Linked DNA regions of Hordeum vulgare: region 2 is linked to region 1. A link is a contact called in public Hi-C data. All regions are on one chromosome and are shown on one strand. Each heading gives the region's core, a stretch centred on a gene start, on an enhancer-like site or on the middle of the called end of the contact. The rest is flanking DNA. Distances are from core to core; before and after follow the strand shown.

Evidence for each region. Hi-C and Micro-C count contacts between places; a contact is called where the count stands out from the background.
Region 2: a contact with region 1 is called in a Hi-C map of seedling, with 4 times the contacts expected there. The contact joins the promoter of LOC123404681 here to the promoter of LOC123402889 in region 1. A contact is called at or near these places in 2 of 6 Hi-C or Micro-C datasets (leaf and seedling) and 1 of 1 datasets of contacts at active chromatin or transcription factors (embryo).

The regions. Positions count from the first base shown.
Region 1 is chr6H:64,295,501-64,300,540 of MorexV3_pseudomolecules_assembly, reverse strand. LOC123402889 (serrate RNA effector molecule-like) reads right to left here and starts at 2,317. Exons shown (of 11, transcript XM_045096856.1): 1 at 1,896-2,317; 2 at 813-873; 3 at 545-619; 4 at 364-438; 5 at 222-269. The coding sequence starts at 609. LOC123401889 (protein At-4/1) reads right to left here. Exons shown (of 8, transcript XM_045095748.1): 4 at 4,575-4,652; 5 at 4,431-4,504; 6 at 4,176-4,309; 7 at 3,989-4,084; 8 at 3,480-3,834. The coding sequence ends at 3,683.
Region 2 is chr6H:64,547,997-64,553,036 of MorexV3_pseudomolecules_assembly, reverse strand. LOC123404681 (eukaryotic translation initiation factor 5-like) reads right to left here and starts at 2,140. Exons shown (of 2, transcript XM_045098619.1): 1 at 1,928-2,140; 2 at 1-616. The coding sequence starts at 319.

The DNA.
Region 1 (5,040 bases), core at 1,068-3,567:
ACAAAATAAGGCATGCCAATGATCATAAAAACTCAACTACCAACAAGAAAAAGCTCAACTAAAAATAAGTAGGAAGCATACATAAAAATAACACATAACTGTTTCATCTAGTCACGAAGTGTTACAATCATTTTTGAGTGCTACTCAACACAGGTCAGAGTACCAGAATTTGTGTCAGTAAGAAAACTATTTTCAGAAAGAGAGGGTAGCAAATGTTTCACCTTTCAATAACAGATAATAAGCTTGTTGGGTGGTACTTCTCTTTCAACCTGCAACCACAGTCAAATGAAATTCAATGAAGAAAAACATTAGTTCCTTGAGAGTGTAAAGCTAACGCCTCTAGATGAAAACATTCGAACATACCTAGTATCATCCTTATGGAGATCAAAATAGGCACGTTTCTGTGTAGTAATGTATGCTGTCTTGTATTCTTGGTACCTTGTTAACCATGGAAGGTTTAATCAATCAATTAGGTTGTTCTGAACTGAAAGTGGGTGTAGTACCAATAACTCAAATTGAACTTCTGTTCGATTCTGTTGATTACCTGCTCTCAGCTTCAGCTGGTGAAATATCATCTTCAAGAGCTAGGATAAACTGTTTGTACGTCATTAATCCTTTTCTGAAAATATTCAGAATCATATACAATTACATGCAGCGCAAGTCTCATCTATCAGGGATTCAAAATGGAAACAGAAGTAACCCGAGAGAAAGAGAAAGATAAACAATACACACATGGCTGAGAATTTAGGAACTAACATTATAACATACTAAGCAGATCAAACCTATACGTTATAAGGCAGCAATTTCTATACCTTTGGCTTTGGGTTATATCTTGAACCTTACTGGAAGCACCATAGCCCGAGTTAGGCCCATCTGAAATAACAGCAAGTCAGCAAGTAATACATGATGTGAAAACGCATGAAGCTTCTCTGTTAACACTAGCTGTTGTTTCCTTCTGCATAAGCAGGCTGGTAGTAGAACAGATTAATTCACATGCTTGATACTAAGAATTGTAGATGTTCGAGACTAGAGGTAAACCCAGAAGTAACAAAACATATCATGACACCACAGGTCTCCCATTTTACTTTTTCTAAAGGGCACTAAAAAAAAATAGTGATGTTAACTCCAATTTGTCAAACGCTTATGAACTAACTAGCATACACTTGATTGATGGGACTTGGGAGCAGTTGTTCAACCTAGGAAGCCCACAAGTCAAGCTTTAGTTATAAATTCCCTTTTGAGGAATAGCTTCAGTTATAAAATAGATACTCCCTCTGTCAACTAATATAAGAGCGTTTAGATCTATCAACTAACATAAGAGTGTTTAGATCACTAGAGTAGTGATCTAAACGCTTTTATATTAGTTGACAGAGGGAGTACTGTGCATAATGTACAAACTGTACAACACCACAGTGTGCATATTGCACGAGACTGAGGGCAGAGCTAACAAACTGTACAACACCATCACATAGCCCACAACCCTTTCATGTCAAACACGAGTAAAGCTTAAACCCCACAACCCTTTCAGGTCACGTGGTTGGGATCGAAGGCCGTTCGTAACTGCTCCAGGATCAGCTCAACTGACAACAAAATCACACATGATAGTTACAAGTCTTTGGGCAAAAGAATGACAGATGGCAAACAAGTTTTCCCTTGATCTCAAATCAAGCCCACATGTTTCGAGGTGAAGGTGGATCAGCAGGGTCTCGCAGCTTAGTCTCGACCAGGCCAAGCTATCGTTTCACTACCTCAAAACACCTCAAAACACCCCACAGGCCAAGAACCCTCAAAACTCTGTTTCGCCGATCACGCGAACTTGTCACAGACAGAGACATAGCGAATCAGGTTGGAAATGCATGTGACCAAAACGTGAAAGCTCATCAGGGTTGGCTCACCTCCTGGAGCGCGATGCCCGGCGAGCCTGCCGCCGTCTCCGCCGCGCTCGTACCTACACCAAGCGCCGGCCAGACACGAGCAGAAACACACATATTAGTTTAGAAGTGCATGGCGCGGAAGGGCCCAAGTACCGAAGCCTCACCTCCCGCGGCGCGGTGGGCTGCGTCGGCCAGCCCCATCGTCCCTTCGAGGCCGCTTGGGCCGGTCGGGAGAAGGCGACCTCCTCGGCGGGGAGCGGCGCCGCTTCTCCCCGTCGTTTGATCGCGAAGGCGACCTCCGCAGCGGCGGCCCCATGATTTCTGCGGGACTGGAGCTCCTGGAGGAGCGCGACGAGTCGCTCTCCAGGCGGTAGGCAACGCGCTGTGGGCGGGAGGAGCCGACGGGAGGAGGGGGCGGGAGCGGCACATGCACGCGCTCCGGCGACGGCTTCCCGCGTTCACGGCGCCGCGCGCCCTGGCCGCGTCCGGGGCTGGAGCTCCTCCCATCGCTACGCGGCGAGTCGGACTCCAGGAGGTAGCCGGCGACGCGCTCGGGGCGGGAGGAGCCGAGCGGGGGAGGGGGAGGGAGCGCCTGGTCCTGCGAGCGGGAGTCGGCGACGCGCTCGGGGCGGGAGGAGCCGAGCGGGGGAGGGGGAGGGAGCGCCTGGTCCTGCGCGGCGTCCTGCGAGCGGGAGTCGAGGAGGCGCACGGGGCGGGAGGAGCCGATCGGCGGGGGCGGCGGGAGAGGGAGGCCGTCGTCGTCGTCGTCGACTTCGTCGGCCCACGAGCGCGCGCGGGCGGGCTGGTCGCCGGGAGAGGAGCGCGGGACGTCCCACATTGGCGCGGGAGCACGGGGAGGCGCTCCCGAGGGTTCGGGCTGTGGCCCGGACGTACGGACGGCGCGGCGGGCGAGGTTTAGCGGGCGGAGAGGAGGAGGAGGAGGAGGCGTGGGGAAGAAGAAGAAGTGGGCGAGAGAGAGAGAGGGAGGGAAAAAAGCTGCGGAAACGGCACGCAGGCACACAGCACACAGCACACCACGCCGCGCGCCGCGGAGGGGTGCCAGGCTGTAGTGTAGTAGCCTCTGGGGCGGATTTCGTGAGGGCCGCGTCGGGCTGACGGGCCTGGGCCGTGCCCGGTGGCAGAAATTGCATTGGGCATGGCATGGTGTTCGATGTTTCCAGAGCACATGGCAAAAAAAAAAAAAAAAACATGCTGAAGTAGACACCAGTGAATGCAGTGCAAGCCACCAAACGCTGCCAGAAAATGATGTGCGATATCGGATGCCATAACGCTGATCCACGGAGCGCATCAAGAGGCAGGGGGAGATGAGATCGGCTGGAGTCAATGGAGGGATCGCATCGTACTCCAGCATACAAACTCACTTTCATGTACTGCATGTACTGTATTTATCACTGCCATTTACCAACTTCTTCTGAACACAACACTCTCCAGTCTCCACCAGTTCTCAAAATATGCAGGGCTTGGTAAGAAGCCTGGACATGAACGCCATGAATGTTACATAGATGCAGAGCTCCCCTCTGCATGCTCCCGGGAAAAGAAGAACATCAAAGTGTGAAACTCAACGTGCCATAGCCCCTAGCTCACTCATTCCAGAACATACATTTCATCCAGTAATCAGTAGTCTTACTGTGCAACCCCTGATTGTATGACCATATCATGGTGTACCGTTTCTCGTCTTGACACGAGAAAATCACCGATGGCGAGATATGGTGTGTGTGAATGTACATGGGGATTGGGGAAGGAAGCTACAATGAGTCGAAACCTGACGGCAGGGGTGGTGCCGGCCCTCATGAGCAATCGAGCTCCGAGCTCGCCAGCCTCCGCTTGAGGGACTCGTTCTCCTTGCGGAGCTTCATGACCTTCTGCTTCAGCGACTCCACGTGCTGGATCGAGACTGTGTCCCTTTGCTGATCTGCCTGCTTCATCTTCAGAATCCTCACTGGATCAAAAGAGGAAGATGAAATCACCGTCAACAAGTGGGCAACTGGCACAAATAAGCGTGAACGAACAACCCAAAAGTGTTTGAAATCTGCACGGTTCGCAAAAAAAAAAACACTTGTTTATTTGGTCCCACCGGTCCAGATTAAACTTACGCTCATTTTCTGCAGTTTTAAGCTTCCTTCGCGTGTCGTCTTTCTCCTCCTGTTCCACCATGATCACATCGTGCAAATCCTGGATATCGTTTTTATCTGTAACACGAGCAAAGGGGGTGTTTACATCATCAGAGATAAGAGGCGATGATCCAAGGGATCAGCATGGAACACAAGTTTAGAGCATTACACTTCATATGTGCTTCAGCAGTCACCTGCTCCAACTTGCTACCTAACATGTCAATGTGAGCTTTATGAGCTCCCAGGTCCAACTTGAGTTGTTTTATCGAAGCTTCATCGGCAGCTTGCTGAACAAAAGCGCAGCTGGTTGTAGCGGAAGTTAGCGCTTCAGTTTTCACAAAACAATCAACAGGATAATTTGGTCTGAATCTCCAGTTCTCCCTACAGTAATATGTCACCTCACATGAAAGACCTTCTTCTTTACCTGAGTTTGTTCTCCAGGGCATTGCAATTCATTTCATTGTCATGCTTAAGTTGTTCGATCTCCCTCTTATGCTCCTGTGTGTAGATAAACTCGTGTTAGATTGATTTTATCGACTAACTAGATGCTTGGGAAGCAGTTAACTACCTCTTCCATGGATACCAATCTGCTATTTGCTTTTCCTAATTCTTCCTTCAGACTTTGAGCTTCTGTGTGATATTTCATCTGAATAACATCAAGCATATCAGAAGTAGTCCATAGTTTGATGGGCATGATCGCATGATTATGCTGCATATTAAAACCTAGCACCTTGCCCTATCATTAAACTTCATATATTGTCAGCTTTCAAGCCGCAAACAGAAAAACAATCAGACCAAATTGTACCATTCAGAAGTTAATATAGAATGGACAGGAACTACAATCAACAGCTACAGAGCACTTGTTCAAACTGTTTCCACGAAAAAAACACTACATTGGAGGCTGAGATGTCAAAACCCAAGAACTATAGTCCTCCCATGAACTCAGTCTCACAACTGTAAAGGACAGCATACGAACTCAAGCTAAGATCATCAAGTTAACTGATTTCATCTGTAGCCAGTAGTTAACGTCGGAT
Region 2 (5,040 bases), core at 891-3,390, 250 kb before region 1:
GATTGCCACAGCCATAACACTGGACATACTTCTTGATGAAGTTCTCGAGAAGACCAGCCAACTTTGAAGTGTCATGAGCACCATTAACCAAGGAGATTCCTGTCTTCTCATCAAACTTTGATTGTGCCCCAAGCTCACACCCAAAGTACTTGGTTGTGTAGGAAGCTGGCCTGGCAAGTGCTTTTGCTATGTCAACCATGTTCACAATATTGGTCTTGATGCCATTACCACGTCCTTCAATTTTGGTCAGCATTCTGGGCATCTTGTACCTGTAGAAGGCATCATCCTTGTTGGAAGCACCAATGTTTTGCAGCGCCATCTTGAGAAAATCCTTCTGCCGCAGATGTCGTCAGATGTGGCAAATTTCAGAAGCAATAATAGCTGCAGGGAGGTGGCTTTGAGCACAGGCAGTGTCAAGTGAACTCTCAGAACCAGAGAACCTAATGGGCTCTTGATGCATGCAGGGGAGCACAAACTTATGCCTTTTTCTCGTTGCACGAGAGTACTCTCCCAGCAATCCAACTGATCCCAAATAGACCGATGCTTGTTCAGACATAAAAGAAGGTTCAGCGTAGCCCTCCACTTTGTCAGATTGCAGCAAAACAGATGCTGCTACCTGGTTTAAAACAAGTGAAAGATCAGGCATTAGTGATTATTCATGTAAGGTGTGATTACAAAAAACTGAAACAAATGTACACCATCATTGAAGAGAAGGACTACATTATCAATTCATGTCACAGGTAGCTGGCTGAAGTAAGCAACATTGAACAAAGGAAAGCTAGCAAAATACACAACCAACTCAGCAGCTAAATAGACATTGCATGTGAATTAGCCACCAACGTGCAAGGAAACATACAAACAAGTTACCTAAGAACAGTGTGTACAACCAGGTAACAGTGATAATCAGACTAAACTTACCCAAAGGAACTCAAAGTGAAGTTTGCTAATCCAGTTTAGGACAATGCAAATCATAACAGCAAGCTAACACTTGATTACAACAACTGCTATCAATATCATACAAGGTGCATGTAACATATTTTACTAGCAAAAAATGCAATCATACTAGCAAGCTAACACTTAATTATAACAACTGCTTACAACTATTACCAATATCATACAAGGGGCATGTAACATATTTTACTAGCAAAAGATGCAAATCATAATAGCAAGCTAACACTTAATTACAACAACTGCTTACAACTACTACCTACATGACTACATCATACAAGGGGCTTGTAACATATTTACTAGCAAAAAAAAACATACAGCAGAATATAACTTGCTAAATAAAGTATAAAGTATCCCAGACATCCAAATATAATTACAGTTCCAAATAACAATTCACGTGCCTCCATGTACATAGGAAATCTTACTAAAACAGATAAGAAAAGATAGCAGCACCTACCTACCTAACCTCTCACATGTAAGCTCACCAACGAAGTATCAAACATAGGCAAGAGCAATCCATACAGGTGTAGCCACAAGTCAAGTACAATAATAACAGAGGATATGCCATCTAAACTTGCCTTGCGGTAATAGACAGTACTAAATCAGGATCGGGACTAAACGAGATCATACCAGGGAACATCACATGACAAAAACAAGTCTAGTTAAAACTGGCACAGTATGGCGACGTTCATTCGAGCTAAAATTACAGCCCTACCGGATCCCAATCGAGATGCAAACCCTCACGTCGAGCACCCGCCACGGGCCAAGGAATCGTCCAAGCAAACCCTAGCGGCCGCCGAGCCCACAACGACCGGCGACAGCAGATCGCCAGGACCCCATGCCTACAACCGCAACACGCATCCAGATCCGATCCTCCTACCCAGACCAAATCAACCCCCGAAAACATCGCAAATCGAGCCGGATACATACTAGGCACGGGAGCACACGGCGGGAATGGACGGGCCGGGGGCGTTCTCACCTCGTCGGCGGGCGGGGGGGCGGACCGAAACCGAAATCGATCGGAGGCTGCGGGCGGGCGGGCGGTGGCGGCGAGGCGACGGAGTGGTTGGGAAGGGGGAGGAGAGGCGGGCGGCTTTTATAGGCGGAGCGGAAGAAGTAAAGGGGGGCTCCGCTAGGGCTGCCGTCCCCGGCTCGCCTTCTCCTACCGCCTCTCTTTCTCGGATTTTTTTTCTTTTGTTTATTTTCTTCATCATCGTGTCATAGTCTGGCTTTTCGTCCGGTGCTACCCAACGGCTTTCCGCGTACACGGAAAAAGGATATAAACGGAGGAGAGCTCAGCAAGAAACAAGAGGTTCGAAATTCTCGTATATTCGCCAAAAGGAAAATGTCGTCCACGCGTTGTTTAGTCGAGAAATCTTTCAGCACACGGCCGATCGTGTTCGTGTACGGTGATGTATATAAACCGATGGAAAGCAGGTGGCGTGTGGTCGGATATGTGTGTTTTCTTTCTTCCCGGAAAAGAAAGAAATGTGATTTTGTTTATTAATAAATAACTGTCTTTTCATGCCGTTCTCTCATGGCTTTCCTTCGTCGTGACGGGACGAGGGTCAGTGGTGGAGCCAACTCAAGTTTAGAATCCGGACAAGATTAAGGCGCGAACATGTTAATAAGGTTTTGTCCAAGCAAACTCTTCACTGATCTATTTTTTTTCTAATACAGTTTCATGTACATGCTACATGGGAGCTCGAGCAGCAGCCCCATCTTGTCGGATGCTGGCTCCGACACTGGCGAGGGTGGTCGTGAGATTTCGCACGTGTGGATAATTTAGTTTTAGATTTTAGGCCTTTAGTAGTAACTTGATGAAGCTTTGGCTTCTTCCCCCGACACGACATTACCTTTTTTGGAGGATGATGGATATAGGTGTAATCATGTTCAAATGAAAGATGATGTGGCAGCGGCGACGTCTTTATCGTGGACTTGTGTCATTGCATTTGTTATTGTAACGATGTTTGTTCTTGCGTCGATGCGAAGCATAGAAGGTTGTTTAGGAACATGTGTCGATGGTCTACTGAAAGACGATGGATTTGTGATTAATGATTAGCGGGGTAAGGTTCTCTCATCCGACAGCGTCACGTGCTGAGGTGGAGGTCTACTTTGACAAACTACTTTGCATATCCACTTTGACAAGCTAATTTGGATATTTGAAAAGATGCAAATCAATGATGAAGTTGTGTTGAGCTCGGGCGAAGAGGTGAAATGGCCTCCTTTTTCTTTGATGTCCGCTACGGTGGTGTCATGTCGGACGCAGGTGATAGATGTTGGCATCAAGCCGGGGGTTATTCGGTCTTGATTGTAATTTCCTTTATTAACGAGGGTTTTGGGTGGAAGCTCATGTTTTATTATCTTTTTAGTTTTATAGACTACCAAATCGGACATTGCACCTGTGTGTAGATTGGATGCAGGAGCCGGCCATCCAAAGCTACCCGCATACATTTCGAACCGGATTCAACTAATTGGATGAATGACATCAAACACGACGGAATTCATCAAAGTTTGGTTAGAAAATAGCACAAGTCATCCATAAATAGCATGCAAATATGTCTAGTACAACAATAGTTCAAATTCAACGAGATTAACCGGTTGTTCAACAAGTTTTTCATGGATGGATCGTAGATCATGTTATCCCACACATACTGTCTCTTAAGCTTCATCCAACAATGTATGTGCGCCAATGGTTTGTCCTATGACATGTAATACATCGCGACAACTCGTGGAGGCTACACAACATGGACATCAACATTGAGTGAACTAGATAATGCCCCGCGCATTGTTGCGGGAACATTACTAAAATATGGATAAATAGTTGTTATAAAAAATCTAAAACTAATGGAAAGCGAATGTAAGCTTAAAAAATAAAATACAAAGCGTATAAAAAGAGAGTGAAAATTATAGTTCAAATGTAAGTTCTAACAAAATATGAAGGATGAACTCTAATGCAAAAAACTACTTATGACTAATATGCATGAATGGATGATGTGGCACCGTTACATATGTAGAGTAATGCAAAATATGTTATTTATGTCTTGCATGCATACTTGCTTATGTTCTAAAGCTAATGGAAAGAGAATGTAAGCTTAAAAACAATAAAATACAAAGCGTATAAAAAGAGAGTGAAAATTATAGTTTAAATATAATTTCTAATAGAATATGAAGGATGAACTCTAATGCAAAAAACTACTTATGACTAATATGCATGAATTGATGATGTGTCACCATTGCATGCGGAGAGTAATGCAAAAGATGTTATTTATGTCTTGCATGCATACTTGCTTATATGTCATGGTTGCATGGCTAGAAAAATTAAGTAGTGGGTTGTTTCTAATAGAATATGAAGGATGAACTCTAATGCAAAAAAAAAAACTACTTATGACTAATATGCATGAATTGATGATGTGGGACCATTGCATGCGGAGAGTAATGCAAAAGATGTTATTTATGTCTTGCATGCATACTTGCTTATGTGTCATGGTTGCATGGCTAGAAAAATTAGAAAGTGGGTTGTAGCTATTTAGTAATAGAGGATGAATCAATCAATCAACATGTAGATAAAAAAACACAAAACTTATGATCTCTATTGTTACCGCGCGCAATGGCCACATTGCCTCCGGCCGATCAACCGCGCCACAAAACTTCGTGGCGGAGTTCTGGATGGTGTACCATCGATACACTAGCGACTTGACATTGCATTCACAAATGATGTGCATCTTATAGGGCACAATGTTGATGTTTACTACGCAATTTTATTCTTGTAGACGTTGCTGGGCCTCCAAGTGCAGAGTTCTGTAGGACAACAATATTTTTTCCTCAAGTGGATGGCCTAAGGTTTAACACTCTGTGGGAGGTGTAGGAAGAAGATGGTCTCTCTCTCAAACAACCCTACAATCAAATACAAGAAATCTCTTGTGTCTCCAACACACCCAATATAATGGCAAATTGAATAGGTGCACTAGTTTGGCGAAGAGATGGTGATACAAGTGTAGTATGAATAGTAGAGATAGATTTTTATAATCTGAATAAATAAAAACGACGAGGTAACAAGTAGTAAACAACGAGCAAGACGTTATATAAATG